Linked DNA regions of Gossypium hirsutum: region 1 is linked to region 2. A link is a contact called in public Hi-C data. All regions are on one chromosome and are shown on one strand. Each heading gives the region's core, a stretch centred on a gene start, on an enhancer-like site or on the middle of the called end of the contact. The rest is flanking DNA. Distances are from core to core; before and after follow the strand shown.

Region 1 (2,788 bases), core at 30-2,529, 350 kb after region 2:
AATTTGGATTTAACTTATTAAAAATATTTATATACTTTTTTATGAGTCTAATAACATTCATATTGCATATTTTTATATTATTTATTTTAATATCATTGTTATATTTTAATTACTTTCTAATTTATAAAATTCCAATAATATATTTTTTATTTAAAAAATTACATAAACAAAATAATCACAATTACTAACCTTTTGAAATGATACATCTTAAAACACTAATATATTAAAATTCTCCAAATTTTCTCAAGGAATAAAAAATTTAATTTTTAAAAGTAAACAATTAATTTTTGGTAATATCAACAAGTCCCTTAAAGTTTATATGTATATATATATTTATCAATTTTACTCTCTTTTTTTCTAATTAAATTTGATCCTCAACTTAAAAAAAAAAGTTAAATTTTATCATCATCCTTTCAAAAAAGAGATGAATTGATATTTTTTAATGAAAATACTAACTAAAATTTAAAATGTTAAACATGACAGCCTACATTGCAATCCACGCCTACTTTATACTATTTTTTAAATTTTCTTAAACTTTTTATAATTTTTTCGGATAAATATCAAAACTATACATGAACTTTTATCCAATGTGTAATGTCATACGAACATCAATTTTATGCGATTTTATATATGAAATTTTAATTTAATTCAATTTTTACAAATCACTGATAATATTATTGAATTAGTATCATTTTACGTTAATATATTGTATATACAAATAATTATATTATTCTAATATGAAAATAAATGTATGTATCTATTTTTTAAATGTGGACATTTGAATTATAATCAAAGTTTTATGTATGCATATGAACTACAATTCAAGTTTCGTGTGTATAATTATACCAAATTAAAGATCAAGTATCAAATTGCATATTGGATCAAAGTGCATGTATAAAATTGATATTTATCGTTAATTATTTATTTTATTTTTGATTGTTTTAAATTTTTTAATATTTTTAATATTTTTAAATTATTTATTTACGTGACATATAAAATAAATAATGTCATGTTAATATGAAAAATATATAAACGATCACGTGGGTGACTATGCGAGCATGATTAAAAATTTAATATTTTAAATAATATTTCTTTAAAAATTTTATTTAATTTTTTTAACTAAAGGCATATTTAATAAATTTATTAAAAATTTTCATTTATATTTAATATTTTAAATATAAATGTAAATGTAAATGTAAATGTTAATTGCTAAATTGTGTTAAGAAAAACTCGTCTTCAGCAGCGCAAATATTTAATGCAACAGTAGACGTGGCAAATTAATCATATCCGTTGAATGGTGGCCCAAATAACATCCACGACATCACAACGTATCACCGATAGCCATCACAAACACTCTAAGAAATATTGGCCGTTAGATCACTTACCACCCCCTTTCAATCAACATTTTTTATTTTGCACCATCAATCTCCGTTGCTTAGATACCGTAGCCAATCATTCCCCATCTTCAAATTCCCTATTCCCTTTTCCTCCGCCCTTGTTTCTGAATTTTGCAGTCGAGCCGAATCGCAACAATCAAGGATCATCCGCGAAATTTCACTCTATGGTACGCCCCTTTCCTTACTCTTTCACTTGCCTCGGGTTTCTCGTCGATTCATTTCGTTGTTTGATCGTGAAATGTTGTTTCGCGTTTAGTTATAGATCCAAGCAATTGAATTTTTTCCTTCATCTTCTGTTTAGATGCGATTAGCTAGTGGAAAATGAGCGCACAGAAGAAAAGGTTTTAGTTTTAATTTTCTAGAAACTTAGCTTACTGAAGATGGATTGTTTGTTTTAGGGTTATGAAACTAATTTTAGTTAGTGTAGATTTTAATATCTCCTTGTCCATTCGCATACCTTACCAAAAAGGAATGAAGAATGTTGTTTGTTGCTTCAAATTTGGATAAATTGGATGTGGCTCATATTTTGGCCCAAGGAATTAATTTCTACATTTAGGGGTGTTTGGTGATTTCCCATGTTATGATTTTAAAATGTGATTGTGATAACATTATTGCTGTGCAAGTTATTTTATAACATGATATACAGTTAAAATCATGGAAAGTTATATTAAGACGTTTGTTAAATTCAATGCTTTTTCTGAGAACATAATGTTATTTTAACTAAATTATCCTTAAAATAAAAGATGTATTTTAATATTTTTCTGAGAATATAGATATTTACCCTGTGATAGCACACATATATGACATGTTAAAAAGGGAAAAAATAATATGCAGAGTAGAATTTGTAGATTGAGAATAAAACTAGAAAAAAACACTTACTTTGGAACGATGAATTGAAATTGTAGAGACTAGAGAACGAAAGAACAAGCATCAGTTATGTTTTTCTTTTTTTACGATGAACTAGTTAATACCCTAAACACAAATAAAAGAAAGGCTAATTTTGTTCTAGTGATTTTTTTTATTACTTTCCATCTAGATGGAAAAGTAACTCTCCTACTAATTATCAAGGGAATGACTTCACATTACTTGTGAGAAATTAACTCCCAAGGGAATGTTACATTCCAATGAAAGAAGCAATTTTTGCTTACCAAACATTGGAATCACATTCCAACCAATTAAATTCCTTAAAAAGTGATAACTTTCTTAATTCTCAGAAAGATGGTTTTAGTTCAATTCAGAGAGAAGTCAGACTTGAGACTTCAAAATTGATGGACTGATTAATTTGCATAATCAAAGTTCATGATCTTTTCTTATTTTCTTTCCGTTATTTTGGTTGCCACTAGCTGCTCTGGTTGCATTATTGACATCCAAATCCCCCTCATTGTTCACTT
Region 2 (3,234 bases), core at 431-2,930:
AGAGATTTCAAGTTACCAATTGCGATAGCATTTGATGCACATTGCATGACAACAATTAGGCAAGACCATTTTCGTGCAAGGCTCCAAGCAAATCCCACATTCATCTTCCCTCTCAAAATCAATATTCCCAAGTCTATTGTCTAAGTCGACTCTTTTCTTGGCAGAACTCCCACCGGCCTCCTTATCATCATCCAACTCCCCCAAGTTACTATGGAGCCTTTGAAGAGATGGTAATATAACACCTAAAATTAGTTAATTAGCAAAGAGAGACAATGACAAGGTGAATGAATCATTATAGGAAAAAAAAAAAACACACTCAAACTAAGATTATATGCATACCGTAAAACTCTCTAATTGTTGCCTTCCTTCCACGTCTAGATATATTTGATCTCCCATCTGTATAGACCTTTAGCAAACAATGTGGAAATGAACAAATGGCGCATATGAATATGTATGAAAATAAATGTAAAAGAGGGGAACAAAATAAGCCGTTATAATGAACCTTGTATACAAGAATGTGAAAGAGGTTTAGAAATCTAGGGAGTAGACACATGCAGGAACTATCCATCCACTGTAACAAAAATAGAAAGAGGGGAGCCAAATGATTATACACCAATTTCATTTGAAGGTGAGCACCACTCTTGGCCCTTGGAATTGCAGCAGCCCTAAAACCCCCAAGAACACATTCTTAGAAGAACTAAAATGGAGACACAATATATTCTAAGCCAATCATTAAGCATCACAATGACCAAAATCCTTTAATAAATATGCAAATATTAGCATACTACCATTAAATGAATGAAACTTCTTAAGTTGCTATCTGCTAAAGAAACATCAAACTATCATCAAGTTCAGACAAACACTCTCAGAAGAAGAATGACGATAAGGAAGTAAAACCCTATCATAAACATACAAATATTAATATGCTACCACAAACAAATGAAATCTTTTTGAGCTGTTCTCAGCTAGAGAAACATCAAACGACCAACAGCTCAGCAAATAGGCAGAGAGATTTTAGCTGGTATAAGAATTGTTAGGCTGAAAATTTACAATACTAAACCATATACAAAAAATCTGCAATTGGTTATTCAATAATATCATAAAGCTAACGAAAGATTATCATAAAAGAGAAAAGAATCAGATAAACTTCCAAACCGAATGTTTTTCGGTTTTTTTTAATAATTTCTTTTAACAACTAGCAGAGCAGCTAAAAAACTAAGCTTTTTAATCATTATCATCAAAAGCAACCCAATCAAGCAACTAATAAACAGAAACAACAAGAACAAGTCAGCAATCAACTTCAAAAGGATGGTGAGGTAAAAGAAAATACTAATTTTTTAAGAAAATTAAACACCCAAGAAAAGAAAACTTACAAAGCATTTGCATGTTGTATGTCAGCCTTTAGTATTTTCAGAAAATCCTGATAAGAAGACTTTGACAACTGATAATACATCATCCCCATCTCTTTAAAAAACAGAGAAAACAAAGAAACCTAGACAAGATACAAGAATCTACAAAGATGAACAACAGAAAGTGTAAGAGAACTGGGTTTTCCCTTTCTAAGAACCCAATCCCCCAGAAGACAACAGAAAGTATAAGAAAACTGAACAAGAAAAGAGACTTTTCTTCTCTCTTGCCTTAACATACTCTTTTTTATCCTTTTCTCATTATAAAGAAAACCATGCCGCTAATAATCATACAACAAGAAAATAAAAATAAAAATAATAATTGGGTTTGGGTTTGGGTTTGGGTTTGGGTTTGGGTTTGGGTTTGAGTTTGGGTTTGGGTTTGGATTTGGGTTTGGGTTTTATTTGGTATTTGAACTTGTTGATTAAATTTGTATGATTAGACAAAGAATATTACATTTATACGTCTAAGAAATTGTGTTATTATTTTATGATGATTTCACATTTATTTCTTTTGTTCTTATCTTAAAAGTTGCTTTTCTTGCCATCTTTCTTTATCTTTCTTTAAAAAAAAAATCCGTCATGACTTTATTTATTTGTTAATAATGTTAATCAGATTATTTCATAAAAAAGTATATATAATCAGACTAGAATTATTATCATAATCAGTACAACTGTTTTCTTTATTATTTATATCATCATATTATAATCTTTGTGGCCTTCTTTTTTTTTTTTAATTATTTGGTTAATTAATTATTTCAAACAATTAAAGATTCGATGTCTAATCATTATCTTCACCTATTTAAATACTTAATCAATCAAGATTTTGAGACAATTTAGTTAATTTTATTTGTTAGGTTTTTTTAATTTGAGACTTCATAAGTGCTTTTTCTATAAATAAATAAGTCTCAAAACGTATTAAATTTCGTATCAAACAGTTGTGGTCGAATTTGGATGAATGAAGGACCTATGAGATTGATATGCCTTGTTCTATAAGGTTTATTCTTATCTGTTAAACTATTTATTTGGTGATTTATCTAATGATTTTACTTGGTTTAAAAAGTTTTATTTTAAAATAATTACTGGAGAAATTTCAATAAGATATATTCAAATTATAATTGAAATTTTATCCTATAAAGACTACTTGGAGAAGATATAGAATTTAACCTACAAATAGGCTGTTGTGCTATATATGGGTGTGCTTTTAGAGTGCTTTTTGTATGGTTATTTGTGTTTCTTTTACTTGGTATTTTTGCATTTTTGCCTCAGACTTTTATCAAAGAGTTTATACTTGATATAAGTGAGGATTTTGGGTGGGTGGTTTGTAACAATTGGAGTTGGTGTTGTAGCTGCAATTACTTATTTGTCTAAAGGTAGGTTGGGTTTAAATTAATGGATGATCTGGAAATTTGTTGAGTAAGAATCATTCTCTGAGTAATGCTCCATAGTATAAGATTGGTGAATCAAAACTCCATTAACAAATCTTGTGTTTGTTTCTCTCATTCCTTATTTTGCTTATCACTTGTGTTCTATTTAAACTCGTGCTCAAACAACAATTACGGTCTAAACATTAGACTGAACATCAAACTAAATAGGGAGCAAATCGTAAGTTCTTACACTTTTAATATAAAAGAACCATTCATAATGAGGTATAATGAATGATTTGTTAGAGTTAAAGGTTTCTTTTAATGATGAAGTTGAGGTATTTAAGATTTTAAGATTTTAATGTAGAATGATGAAACTATGTAAAAAAATTAAAGTATATAAATTAAATTTCAAGTTTCAGCATGCTAATGAGTCAAAATTGAAATTTGGTCATTATATTATA

The links. A called contact is a pair of places that touch in the nucleus more often than the background predicts.
Region 1: a Hi-C map of leaf shows a contact between it and region 2, with 2.7 times the contacts expected there. The contact joins the promoter of LOC107928685 here to the promoter of LOC107928656 in region 2. A contact is called at or near these places in 2 of 34 Hi-C or Micro-C datasets (both in leaf).

What each region holds. Positions count from the first base shown.
Region 1 is chrA12:90,990,561-90,993,348 of Gossypium_hirsutum_v2.1, forward strand. LOC107928685 (NADH dehydrogenase [ubiquinone] flavoprotein 1, mitochondrial) reads left to right here and starts at 1,280. Exons shown (of 3, transcript XM_016859935.2): 1 at 1,280-1,564. The coding sequence starts at 1,295.
Region 2 is chrA12:90,637,024-90,640,257 of Gossypium_hirsutum_v2.1, forward strand. It overlaps LOC107928656 (E3 ubiquitin-protein ligase AIRP2), which reads right to left and starts at 1,681. Exons shown (of 5, transcript XM_016859913.2): 1 at 1,374-1,681; 2 at 503-665; 3 at 340-406; 4 at 17-242. The coding sequence starts at 1,462.